Linked DNA regions of Mus musculus: region 2 is linked to region 1. Evidence: chromatin contacts called from public Micro-C data. All regions are on one chromosome and are shown on one strand. The core of a region is the stretch at or near the end of the contact, and the rest is flanking DNA. Distances in the headings are between cores, read along the strand shown.

The links. Hi-C and Micro-C count contacts between places; a contact is called where the count stands out from the background.
Region 2: a contact with region 1 is called in a Micro-C map of granulosa cells, with 4 times the contacts expected there. The contact joins two enhancer-like sites. A contact is called at or near these places in 1 of 39 promoter capture datasets (hematopoietic stem and progenitor cells), 24 of 484 Hi-C or Micro-C datasets (the C3H10T1/2 cell line, LSK cells, brown adipocytes and 14 more), 15 of 115 datasets of contacts at active chromatin or transcription factors (the SCID.adh cell line, bone marrow-derived macrophages, embryonic stem cells and 5 more) and 4 of 9 other capture datasets (adipose tissue, embryonic stem cells, liver and 1 more).

What each region holds. Positions count from the first base shown.
Region 1 is chr14:76,506,051-76,509,803 of GRCm38.p6, reverse strand. It overlaps Tsc22d1 (TSC22 domain family, member 1), which reads right to left. Exons shown (of 3, transcript NM_207652.3): 3 at 2,039-3,387. The coding sequence ends at 3,130. Among named protein-coding and RNA genes, the nearest start is that of 4930444M15Rik, 13 kb to the left of the region's middle. Within about 2 kb of position 1,478, at least 15 of the 459 cell types and tissues checked have an H3K27ac peak or open chromatin away from gene starts, as enhancers often do. A contact at or near this core is called in granulosa cells, where this site is marked.
Region 2 is chr14:76,573,502-76,577,142 of GRCm38.p6, reverse strand. No RefSeq gene overlaps it. Among named protein-coding and RNA genes, the nearest start is that of Serp2, 19 kb to the right of the region's middle. Within about 2 kb of position 1,527, at least 4 of the 459 cell types and tissues checked have an H3K27ac peak or open chromatin away from gene starts, as enhancers often do. A contact at or near this core is called in granulosa cells, where this site is marked.

The DNA.
Region 1 (3,753 bases), core at 229-2,728:
TGGCCTTGAACTCAAGATCTTGCTTCAGCTGGATCTACAGGCATGTATCTCCACAGTCATTAACTAGCGCTCTTAAAGATGTCTGCCCTCAGCCTGGGGTTCACACACACACACACACACACACACACACACACACACACACACACACGATTGGCAGAGATGGATCTTGGGCAGGTTGAAGATACTCGTTGATATTCTCTGAAGAAACTAACCCAGCATTCTAAGACTCGGTGCTCAGTCTCCATGAGAAGGGCTTTTCTAATTTGAGCTGAAGTTTAGCCAAGTTCTGGGTCTTGAAAGCTCTCACCCAGTGATTTCATGGATGGGGAGGTGGGTCTGTGGATTTCTGTTCCCTCCAAATATCAAATAGCCGGTTTCCACAGCACCTCAGGTGCGGTCGGCGAGTGTCTTTCTCCCACACAGCAGAGCAGGAACCTCATGGCACAATCTGCTCCCCAGTCCTGTTGGTAGGCAGTATTTTCAAACGATTTTATCTGGGAGGAAATTTCATTTTCGGCTTGTGTCTGATCTTACTGCTGTGATTACTGTCTGAATGGATGGGAAATGGACAGCTAAAGGCTGTCACTGCACAAGGCTTCATCTTGTATTTCACTCAGCCGGAGGGACAGTAGTGCCTGCATTGAAATTCATTTTCATTCCTAATTATGGTTATAATTAACTTTTATACGTTTCCTGAGCAAATATATAAACCTGATTTCTGGCACGCTGTATTCATCACAATTATTTTTACTTTTAAACTATGCGAAAACCAAAAGCACAGCTCCTGAATTCTGAACATTGTTAATTTGAAGCAGAGAGCAGGCATTCTTAGAATCACATGGTACCGTCGTCTCTCCGGCACTGTGCCTGGGTCTGTCCTGCAGTGACGTCACGAACACCCAGGGCTCACACTAGATCTCCTTCGGCTTTAGAAGTCACTCCTGCTCCATGGCAGGTGAAGTGTGACTCTATCAACTCCATAGTGACCCACGGGCCAAGGATGCCTAGTTAGGTTTGTGAGTTAGCAATAAGATGTGCTTAGAAATCAACTTAGATATGTTTAAATAGCAGTCAGTAAAACTTCTGAATTTACAAAGGCGAGGAAAGGCCATAAAAATATATCTTTTCATGTTAATGATTCATTACTATTTCACATATCAAGACACCGCAATCTTGTGAGATTTTCTATTAGTCGAAATAATGTCTATTTAGTTCATCAAGGGTGGAGACTTTAAATTCTCCACAGCTACATGAAAAAATGTGAGATGAAATGGCTACTGTCTAGTTTTCTTCAGAGAATCACCATCGAAGCTTCCCGTTAGATCAGTTATGTAGCTCTAAGTATGAGACACTGTCAAGTTCTTGCTGCCCTCCAGTTATCATTATGGCAACTGCCATCGGCTTACAGTGAGGACTTAGGTAACCCTCAGAGGATGCACAGGATGGACCCAACTCGCACCACATCCAAGAGCTATTGCCGAGGTCCTGGGGCAGAGAGCCAAGCCTGTCCTGCTAAGGCCCTTCCTCCTCCTTAGGCTCCACTGTGTTTACACATCACCCAGAAGGGAGAGATGTCCCAGGTCCTACCTAGCTCAAGCCCAGTACATCCTTTCAACCCCCAGAAGAGTGTCTACAAACACAACTACTCTCCCAGGGGCCAGAAACTCATTCTGGCAGCAGAGCTGTCAACGTGGAAACGAACCTGTCCCTCTTCCTTTAACCTTCACACACCAACCAGGCTTGTTCCCTCTCAGTTCAGCAACTACGAATAAATAAGCTCTACATAAACCCTCAAATTTTAAATTGGAGAAGTGAAGATTCTCTTATCAGTCCAGAGGGGTGAAGTGACTTAGTCACAAGAGAATGAGCCCTTCTGCCTGCATTCCCCCCCCCCCCCCAATCAAAACAATGTCTCCTCTCTTCTGGAGTCAAAGCACTGGTGTCAGCGCCCTGAGACTTTACTAGGCAAACTGCTGTTGACTTCATGAAGAGCAGCTGTGGAAATGAATGTATTAATGGCGTCATATAGAAACACGTGTGTATCAACATTTGATATGCTTTATTGAAAGGTGACAAGTAGAACAGGTAAATACAGTGGGGACTGTGTGGGGGACATGCGCAGAACGACTATACAGGTGAGGTGCAGAAACCCCTACTGGGAAATCCACTTCCTTAGCAACTGACCACTTCTCCAGGTATCACCAGCTTAACTGACATCGGTCACGGGGAGTTTACTTCGCAAGACTTCAGCAGCTAGATTCCGGGATTACACAGAGTGACTAACTGGGCCAAATTCTTAAAATTTCTTCAGGTGTGGTTTTTGTCACAAAGCAGTTTTTAAGTAGATCTCTCTAGGAAGGACAAGCCACACCTTTTCAGACAGCCAATGAAACATCTACATTTCAATGTGTAGAAGCTAAACAGTAGTTACGGACAGTCCTCTATGGTACAAATTCGTTACACTACATACACAAATATACAACAAGCAAAACAACCTTCATAATAAGATAGCCTAGGTCCCAGCTACCTGTCACCGTTGTGTCACTAACAGTTTTGTGTCTTCTGATGGTTCAGAAAAGAGGGACAGTACTATCGTGTTTTATAAGCTTTGGTGACAGTTGTCGGTTTTGTATAAGGACTGCATCATCCCTCCCCCCGCCCCCCATTGCAGTCTTGTTTCTGGCCTCTCCGAGTTCTTTGAAGGGAAGGAGAAGAGAGCGCAGAATCCAGGAGCAGCCCACTTTCCGAACCCCACGCAGGCGAGCCCCACGAAGGCGAGCCGCCCGAGCTCTCAGAAGCAGGGTGGGCGGCTGGGGAGGGTTGAAAAGGCACAGAGCTCCTCGGGGTCAATTAAACCATTCCTCAGACATCTGCCACGTTGCACAGGGCACATCCCTGCTCACTCTCTGATTAACCTTTAATTCACTCAACTAGTACATTTCTTCAAGCCAAAAGCTTATGAGTGCTTAATACTGGGGAGAAAGCGAGAACAGCGTGTGAGTCTCACGTCTCTTTCGTAGACAGCAATGAAATGGGTGACTGTGGAGGCGGCTTCTCTCTAGCACATCTCTTCGGTCTGTTCAGTTCAGACAGCAGCAGCAGCAGCCAGTTCTGTTGGGGCCTAGGAGGCTATGCGGTTGATCCTGAGCCCTGGGATGCTGGCTGTGCAGGGGGCTGTGTGGTCCCCTGTGGCTGCGTGGTGGCCGGAGGGGAGCCAGTCTGCAGCTGGGCCTGAAACTGGGCGAGCTGCTCCGGACTGGCCAGCGTCTTCAGCAGATTGTTCTCCTGCTCCAGCTGGGAGTTTTTCTCTATTAGTTCTTTGATCTGCTCCTTCAGAACTTCCACTTCCTCCCTCACCGCATACATCAAATGGCTTTTCACCAGATCCTGAAAACAGGAGGCAAAGAAAGGCTTTAGCTTACTAGGTCCTGGACTCTCCCTAACCAATTATTTATTCTATCTCCAAAGAGCATTTAAAGCACACTTGTGGAAATCTGCGCATAATCACAACCGCGCAATACTCAAGTTTAATGTATACGTGATCAAGCTTTCCAAAAGTCTCCAGACTTTCTCTGCAGACATTAATGACGTCTACAGTCCAGTTTCCAATTCAAGATGGCAAACCGCACCACACAGGGGCTCAGGCCCTGTGTTCGCTCTCCTCCAGGCCCGAGGCCCAGTGGCCGCTTCCCCGCCCCCAGGCCCTCCCGGCGCAGGGAGCGTCCCCTCCCATCTCCTCCCTCCCTTGGCACC
Region 2 (3,641 bases), core at 278-2,777, 67 kb before region 1:
GAATGCTGAGACGGAGACATGATACACATTCAGAGGTCTTGAAAGTTATGGCAATGATGTCATAGCAGAAAACATGAGACTCAGAGTCTATGGAACACTTGCTTTTACACTTTACTGTGCTAGCTTGCTTTCTGATACCGTGAGAAACATCACACCAAAAAGTGACTTGGAAAGGATTTATTTGGTGGACACATCCTAATGACAGTCAATCATTGAAAGTCTGGGCAAAAACTCAGTAGGAGCAGAGGTAGAAAACAAAGGAGTGCCCTCACTGGCTTGCTCAGCTTGTTTTCTTATACAACCAAGGACCACTTGCCCAGGGGTGACACACTGGGCTTGGCTCTCCTACATCACTCAAGAAAATGCCCCCAACAGACTTGCTCAGAAGCCAAAGGAATGGGGTCAATCCATCTGTCAGGGTCCCTCCTTTCCAGGTGACTCTAATGTGTGGCAAGTTGACCAAATAAATAAATAAATAAAATAAATAAATTAATTAATTAACCAGCATATGAAGAAAACAGCAAAAACAATAATTACAGGATCTCCAACCGAGTCTGGTAGTCAGTGACTTCAATCCATTCCTAGTATGTTCCCTACATTCTTGATTTCACAATAATTCTCCCATAGCAAAAAAGACTGTCTCCCGTCGGAACCTAAGCATGTTTTAAAAAGCATATGCTGCCGAGGAATGGAGAAGATGGTAGGAAAAACAGTGTCAAGAATGATGGAGAGTAATAACTGAAGGGTAAAAACTGACATGGTCATTTTGTTAGATATCCATGGGGCTCAAGTATCAGGAAAGCCACTTTGTAAACATTATAAACCCTCGAGGCAGCCAAGTAGCCAGGGCTCCAGCTGGAGGAGCTACAGCACCCAGGTCCCTCTCCAAGACCTTCCAAACTGCCATAACTGTCACAAAGGTCATCTCCAGCCCCTCAACAGGACCCTCCCCAGTTCATGCTAATTTTAAGTGAAAAGTCTGAACAAAAGCCACCAATCTCTGAGCACGAAAACTCACCAATCCCTGAACAGGAAAATCCACCAATCACTGAGCTCCCCAAGCTCAGGGCTGGAAATCCAACCAATCCCCATCGTGAACATCTCCACACTAGACCGTCCACCCCACAAGAACCCCTATGTATATAAGCCCTGCTCTTTGTCCAATTCATTGCTGCTGTCTGCTCTCTCTTGGGATTCTTCCCTTCTCTCTCCAATAAGTCTCTTTTATGAGATTTGCTACCTGGTGTGATTCAGTGGAAAAAGACAAGAAGCTGTTGTAGTTCGTCAAAAGACCCTTACTCAGAAAGACCACAAAGACCGCTGCCATCGCTGCAAAATGCATGAGGATCCAACATGTTGGGGACTCCCCTCCCAGCACGCAGGCCAGAGGAGAGACCAAGAACAAAGAAAGAACACACTTTTTATATCTTTGTAAGGGGCAGATTTGAGCAACAGGGTTCTCATTGGTGTAGCAAGTGACCCTTTCAGGCATTGGTTGGTTTGTATAGTGACTAACTGACCCTTTTGCTTGCCCCCCATGGTGGGTTATTATGATTTGGTTAGCAAGGTAATAGTACATTAACGTCACAGCTGTTAACGTCAAGGGAATTCTCGCACCAAGGTCAGGGTTGTTTGTGGTCTTTGTCGGAATTCAGTGTGGGGCAGGGGGCAGGAGAATTGCTAATCTTGTTATGGTTATTTCTCTGAGAACAGCTAATATTGTTTTGGTAGCTGCAGGCTTAATCATTTTGACCGCTAAAACTATGTTTTTACACTTGTTTAGTCAGCCAGCTTCCTTATCTGGCTCTGTACTTGGCCTGCTAGTACAGTTTGGAAAGTCCTTTTTGAAGGGGGAAGGTACTGGGTGGTCTTGAATTCATTTTGGGTATTACAAAGCTATGAAAAAACTTTGAAAGCTATGAAAAGGCTGAGGTTCCAGCTCAGCTGGGGATCCCCTCCCCTTGGGAGTTGTAACGCCTCAGCTGAGGAGGATTCCTCCCAGAGCTGTGTGGTTCCTGGTCCCCATATCTCAGGATGCCTTTCCTTGGGTCACTGTCTCACCTCAGACTTGTGTGCTTCCTGGGTGTCCGAGTCCCAGGACACCACCTCATCTGAGCAGAAAGGCTACTGAGCAGTAGGGCTGAAATCTGTGAAGTTTTGGATTCCATAGCACCTTCCATTTAGGAACATAGGTGATGCTAAAACATCTAAGTGGAAACATTTTATATATATACCCATATATTATACACACACATATATGCGTATGTGTATATATATATATGGATATAGAAATTTATAGTTAAGTCACTGTAGCCCTCTGTGGCCCCACATTTATTAGCTATTGAATAAGTCTCTAAGGTCGGTCTTGTCAACACTTCCAGTGCACCAGAGGCACTGTCAGCTGAGCCAGACTTCAAAACCTTGACACAGTCGTGGATTGTAGCTCAAGTAAGCATCTGCTCTCATTGCTCAGAGCCACCCTTCTGAGGAAGCTTTGCTCATGGGTGAGCACACAAAGCCTTCCTAGGTCATGGAGTTCTAGAGCTCACGGCTCTGAGTCCCAATGGAGTCTTCTTTCCACACTTCTGAAGCTGCCCCTCAAAGCACAAGAGCTCTGCTCTGAGAAGCCTAGAGGGAAAAAGGGGGGATTCCCCCGAGGTGCTGGGAAGACAGGAGAGGACCACGACAGAGGGATGAAAGAGAGGGGCTGGGGGGCAGCAAAGTGCAACCATGTATTCTTTCTGGTAAAAAGCCCCTGGAATTCTGGTTGGGTAAGGCAAATGCTGAGTCAAAGGTTCTTGTCCTTAAGGAGAGCATTAGGGAACAAGTCAGGCCTTACCGAGAGAGAAGAATTTTCCAATCAATGTACAGTGTCTGTTGGATGCTTGACTCAGAAAAAAAGAGTGGCAGAATTTCAGAAAAAGCCAAAAAAAAAAAAAAAAGACTTATTGAGTTGTCTACAAAGACTTCATAGAGCAAGCAGTGGTGACACATGTCTTTAATCCCAGCCCTTGGGAGGTAGAGGCAGGAAGAAGCCCTGTGAGAAAGAGGATAGCTTGGTCTACAGAGCTAGTTCCAGGACAGCCAAGGCCACACAGAGAAGCCCTAGCTCAAAAGCAAACAAACAAAAACAACAAGGACAACAACAACAACTTCAAGATGGGAGACACATTTATTTTTCTTACCTCTGTCTATGCAAAAATGAAGATAATGGCAAATGCCCCGACCTCAACACAGAGATGCCTATGGGAAAGACTCCTTCCAAAGCTTTGAAGAGACCCCAGAGGAACACACTCTGAAACCAGGCAGCCATTCCCCACCTTCCAAGAACTCACCTCCTTTTAGAATCAGCAGTTCCAGGCTCTAGGAAGCAGCAGCCATGTAACTTTCAGTATTGACACCATTTCTCCAAGTGCCTTCCTTAACCACTATAAAGAATTCACAAAAGGTGGGCCCTTAGCTAGGAACTCTCTGGGCTTTAAACCTCTCTGCACAGATCCAGCCATGTCAGAATGGGTGACTGAAAAGTTTTACACATCTCTTCCTTTGGGAAACAGAATCCCATTTCTGCTGTGGGGTGAGGGAGGGATTTATACGCAATTGGTTCAGGAGTTCCAATAGAGATGGGTGTGCATGGTGAT